2 separate regions of the Mus musculus genome follow, and region 1 is linked to region 2. A link is a contact called in public HiChIP or PLAC-seq data. All regions are on one chromosome and are shown on one strand. Each heading gives the region's core, a stretch centred on a gene start, on an enhancer-like site or on the middle of the called end of the contact. The rest is flanking DNA. Distances are from core to core; before and after follow the strand shown. Region 1 holds the start of Zfp974 (zinc finger protein 974). Region 2 holds the start of Selenov (selenoprotein V).

Evidence for each region. HiChIP or PLAC-seq counts read pairs in DNA pulled down with a chosen protein or histone mark.
Region 1: a contact with region 2 is called in an H3K27ac HiChIP or PLAC-seq map of embryonic stem cells, with 2.6 times the contacts expected there. The contact joins the promoter of Zfp974 here to the promoter of Selenov in region 2. A contact is called at or near these places in 2 of 39 promoter capture datasets (the 3T3-L1 cell line and hippocampal neurons) and 1 of 115 datasets of contacts at active chromatin or transcription factors (embryonic stem cells).

What each region holds. Positions count from the first base shown.
Region 1 is chr7:27,928,137-27,930,836 of GRCm38.p6, reverse strand. It overlaps Zfp974 (zinc finger protein 974), which reads left to right and starts at 1,379. Exons shown (of 5, transcript NM_001374027.1): 1 at 1,379-1,542. It overlaps Gm26891 (a long non-coding RNA gene), which reads right to left. Exons shown (of 2, transcript XR_881914.3): 2 at 2,363-2,490.
Region 2 is chr7:28,289,915-28,292,616 of GRCm38.p6, reverse strand. Selenov (selenoprotein V) reads left to right here and starts at 1,431. Exons shown (of 6, transcript NM_175033.4): 1 at 1,431-2,294. The coding sequence starts at 1,540.

The sequences.
Region 1 (2,700 bases), core at 130-2,629, 360 kb after region 2:
GAAACAAGTGCTGTCACCGGAGTTTTTTGTCTTAGCCATTCTGATTGTTGTAAGGTAGAATCTCAGGTCATTTTGATTTGCATTTCCCTGATCACTAAGGACTTTGAACATTTCTTTAAGTGCTTCTCCATCATTTGGGATTCCTCTGTTGTGAATTCTCTGTTTAGCTCTATACCTTATTTTGTGGTTGGGTTGTTTGGATTTTTGAAGCTTAGCTTCTTGAGTTCTTTATATATTTTGGATATTAACCCTCTATAGGATGTGGGGTTAGTGAAGTTTTGTCCCACTCTATAGGTTGCTGATTTGTCCTGACTACGTCCTTTGCCTTACAGAAGCTTTCCAGTTTTATGAGGTCCCATTTATCAATTCTGGATCTTAGAGCCTGAGCTCTAAGACATTGTTGGTGGGATTGCCAACTGATACAACTACTCTGGAAATCAATCTCGAGGATCCTCAGAAGTTTGGAAATAGATCAACCACAAAGACCCAGCTATACCACTCTTGGAATATACCCAAAAGATGCCCCACCATACCACAAATCCACTGTGTTCATAGAGGTCTTATCTGTGAAAGCCAGAAGCTGGAAACAACCCAGATGTCCCCCAATGGAAAAATGGATACAGAAAATGTGGGTCATTTACATAATGGGATAGTATTTAGCTATTAAGAATGAGGACATCATGAGTTTTGCAGGCAAATGGGTGCAACTAGAAAATATCCTGAGTGAGGTAACTCAGACACAAAAAGAGTAAAAGGCATGTGCCACCATAATCTGAGTGTATTTTAGTTCTTAGACAGGGTTTCACTGGGTAGTCCTCGGTGGTCTCTTCTCACAGACATGCAGCTGGCTGTACCTCCCCATCGCTGGGATAAAAGCCATTGCTACCACGCCCAGCCATGTTTACTATCACTTGATGTCTTGGCCTCTTTATTATCACTGGCAATGTTCTTTGCCCCCAAATCTGCCTCCATTTTATAATCGACTTGAGTTTTCTTTTGATTATGTAAAGATGGTCACTTTGAATCTGCTAGAGTATTTATCTTTAACATATTTTCTGAAGTTAACAGATAGCTGGGTCTGACCTCTTTTCAAATCTAATGTGACAAACCTGTACTTTAGCTTTTAGACCGATTACAGTACTTTCAATGCGACTAGTTTTATTATGAGGATCGTCTAGCCTGTCTAACAGACACAGTACGGTTGTTGCATAGCATGTGGTCCTCAGTCACATTTTCTATCTAGAGCATCCCTGCCTTTTTAAGGGCGAGAAAATCAGTTCCCCGCAGAACCGGAAGTAACTTTTACTCAAAGGAGGGCGCCTCCCCTTTAAGCGCGCACCCCCGTGGGAACTCCCACAAACCACTGGGCTCCGCTCGCAGATCTGGCATCCCCGCCCCCAAGAGCCGGGCTTCACGGGGGCTTTGCTGGTGATAACTGCATTTTTTAGGGTCACCACGCCGAAACTAGCGCATAGGCTTTTGGTGTTCTGGTGCCGCTAATGCGGAAGGTCCGATCTTTGTGGTCGGCGGAAGAAATTTCAGGTTGGCTTCGGTCTCCATGGAGTAAGGCCTGAGGCAGCCGGCTGGGAGTGGGCGTGTGCGGACGGTCGTATAGGGTCGCTGTTTGTTGATGTGATAGTGTGTGTGTGTGTGTGTGTCCACACCTTGATCTCTCTGCATTATCTGGGGCTCTGTGCGCGTCGCTTTCTGCTCCAACTTTCCCTCGCGACCACAGGAACCAAAGCAGAGGACTAAGTTTCAGTAAGGAGAGGTCAGGCTAGGTACAGACTTGAGCTTGGGAGGAGCATTTGGGGCTGAAAGTGCCACCGAGGGTGACCTAGGAGGGTGGTTACTTGTTGAATTCCATGACTTTCTCAGAGCCCTAGCTGTGTGAGTGTTGAGGGAACTGAAGGAAAGTGCTCAGTGCGGATGCTGCCAGAGCATGATGGGGATCTCATCCTTGCGCAGGCTCCCCGCGAAGGCCATCAGTCAAAAGGAGGGCTTGAGAAGGATGGGATCATTATTGCTGCCCATCTAAGAGTCAAGGATGAGTGTACTCTTCTTTTCTGTTTGAGAAATGAGTTTTCAATTTTATAATATGGAATTGTCAGTAAATGCAGGTAGGTGAACGTACACATTCATACCTCCACCGCTGTGGCCCTTACGTTGTCCCTGCCCTTAGGTCCTGGTGTTCACATGACCATTTCAATTACCCTTGACTTTTTCTCCCTAAATCACTTCCTTTCCCCACATTATAGACAGTGCTCATCTTGGGTTCATTGTCTGCAGGGTATGGCAGGACAAGGGAGTGTTAGAAAGAATGCAAATACTGGTTGTATATTTAAGGAAATGACTCATAAGCTCTAGTCTGTACAGTGTACATTTTAATCTCAGCATTTTGGGAGGCAGAAGCAGGAGGATCATTGTAAATTAAGGATCAGTTTGATCCACATAGCAAGTTCCAGGAGGGGTGTGCTACAAAATGAGAACCTGTTTCAAAACAAGGAGAAAACGAAATGAAGGTAATAATGAAGAGCAGAATTTTAAAATTTGTATTGTGTTCAGTGTGATAATTTTACAGAGCACAAGGTGGTCCTCACAGAGCCCAAGGCAGGACAGTTGTGTCAGCCCTGCGGAGGTTGAGAAACTCAGTTCTAGGATCAAAAGACCTAGGACACCCAGAACAAACTTAGCATTATT
Region 2 (2,702 bases), core at 182-2,681:
TCAAGGATCCATAATGGGACCCTGTCTCAGAAAGGGGGGGAAAAAAGGCTGAGGCAGGAGGATTGTAAGTTTAAGGCTAGCCTAAGCTATATAGCTGTGTGTCTTTCTCAAAGATAACAGAAAGCAAAACAAAACAAAAAATACGTTTAAAACCCAGCCAACTAGAGAAGGGGATGTGCCAGGGTCCAGGTCAATTCCTAGTCCAAACATCTGTGTGTTCTTCCTGTGGAAGCACCCACTGCACTGACGTCTGGCAACACAGCACGTTAATGGTCACGAAATGTACATTGCATTCTGGGGCCTAGAGTCTTCATGAGGTCTTGGTCAGGCAGATAAAGTTAATAGCCCTCCTGGGGCAGAACTGACACAATGTGGCCCCAGGCTGTCATCACTATCCACGTTATTGTGGATTGGCTGGTCTATGTATGCCCCACCCCCCTTCCAGAAGGATATTCCCTGGCTTAGAAATACTGCCCCAAAGCCACAGGCAGAGGCTGACATCTCTTGAGACATCAACAGGGTTATGTGCATCCTGAGGGTTTTTTTTTGGGGGGGGGGGTGTTGGTTGGTTTTGTTTTTTTTTTTTTGTTTTGTTTTTGTTTTTTTTTTTTTACTTGAGAGTGATTTTAAACTTTTGATCCACTTGCCTCCTGAGTGCTGGAGCTACAATCCTGAGTCAACATAACTGGTTTGTGTGGCACGGGGGACTTGGACCCAGGGCTTTGTGAATGCTATGAAAACTCTATTAACTGAGCCACAACCCCTGTTAAGTCATCCTTCTGTGAGCCTCAGAATGAAGTCTAGTCGGCCTTACATGGTCACTGTCCCTGGCTCCAATCCTTGTCACCTCTGCCTTTTGCCTATACTCCACTTCTCAAACTTGTCCCCTTTCCTGGTGCCAGCTTCCACTTTATCTCCCTAACTCGGGTTCCACAGGATTGGTTGATCCAGGTCTTGTTCTAGGAGCTGGGGATACAGCATGAAGAAGACAGAGTCTCACTTTGACCACTCCCCGGGAGTAAATTGGATTATTTGTGTGGGTTGTCGCTATTTTTCTCCGGACCTCGTATCCTGCAGAGAGGTGCCTCCTTTCTGAATTATATGGGTGCTGGTATTCTCCACTGCACTGACGGTTTTAGGCTGTCACTCTCATACTGGGTGTGACCTCCTATCATGGGCAGGAAGCAAGGAGGGCAGAGATGCATTGTCCCCGGAATCCCCAGCGCTAGGAGGGCGCTTAATGAACTCAACCAGCTAAACGCATGAGTGTCAGGGTGGCAATGGGAAGCTCTAGGCAGAGTTGGCTCCTGCTGGGTGGGGATAGGGACAGGGGCGGTGTCTATTCGGTGAGATCTGAAGACAGCAGCGCCTCCCTGGCGCAGAGCTTGGAATCTCCGCCTGACTGGAACCCGGTGTAACAGTGCCTGCTCGTGGTTGCTTCGGTTTTTAGAATCCTCGGGTGCGAAAGCTCTCCTCGCTCAAGGAAGCAGGGCGAGGCGGGACGCTTAGCCTGGGGTACCCGGGTCTCACCTGGTCCCCATGAATAACAAGGCGCGGGTCCCCGCTCCCTCCTCAGTCCGGGCAAACACCCCGGCCCGGACACCCGCTCCCATCCGAACCGCGACCCCAGTCAGGGCCCCGAACCCAGCGCACAACTCGACTCCAGTCCGAACTTCCATCCGGGTCCGGGCTCCTGCCCAAGTCCCTAACCCTGTTCCAATCCGGTTCCCAACTCCAGCCCCAGTCCCTGCCCCAACCCTAACCCCAGCCCCAACTCCAGCTCCAGTCCGGCATGCAGCACCGGTGCGGACTCCAGCACCAGTCCGGGCCCCGAATCTAGGTCGGGTCTTTCCTAAGATCTCTCCAGGCAGGTTCTTCCCGAGCTTGGCCTCGCCCACGGCACAGCCCCTTTCTTCCAGGGCTGCTAGCGCTCTCTTGAAGGATCCCACACTCGCTCAAAATCAGAAACCCTCGATCCACAGCCTAGCGGAGGCCATCCAGGGGCCCCTTCCAGTGCTCACTCCCTCGTCCTCCAAGACACAAGGCTCCATACCGGACACCGCCTCTCCCATAGACTCCTTGGCTTCTACTGCCATGGCCTCCAGTACATTGGGCCCCATTCCGGGCCCCAACCCTACACTAGAGTTCTTGGCCTCCCCGCTGAAGGAAACCCCTGGTCTGGGTAAGCTCTCCACGATTTCCCCAGCACCCAGCTTCGGTTCCACTAAGGAGATCCCATCCACCAGCGAGGACGTCCCAACGCCCAACAGAATCTTGATCCGTGTGATGTACTGGTGAGGGGCTCCCCCTACCCGCGAAAGAACGGGAGCCGAGCCGGCAGATGCTGGAGCTCTGGGCGTGTGTGTGTGTGTGTGTGTGTGTGTGTGTGTGTGTGTGTGTGTGTGCAGGCCCAGGTGGGCGCGCTAGGTAGGGAGGCAGATCCACAGAGTTCTGACCACCACTTGTCTGTCCCTTTGAGATCGGTTTCCCACCCTGGCTTCTTTCATTCACTCCCACGAACCCCTGTGATTTCTGTCTTTGATCTTTCCTCACTCATTTGCATGTTTATTGACTTAAGGCTTTATTCACGCCTCTCTTCCTTCAAACGTTTGTATGAGTAACATGACTGCTGTCATTCGCTTTTATTCATTCATTGATGGGCGTTTCCCACCTGGCAGTCAGAATCATTCGTTTAGCTGCTT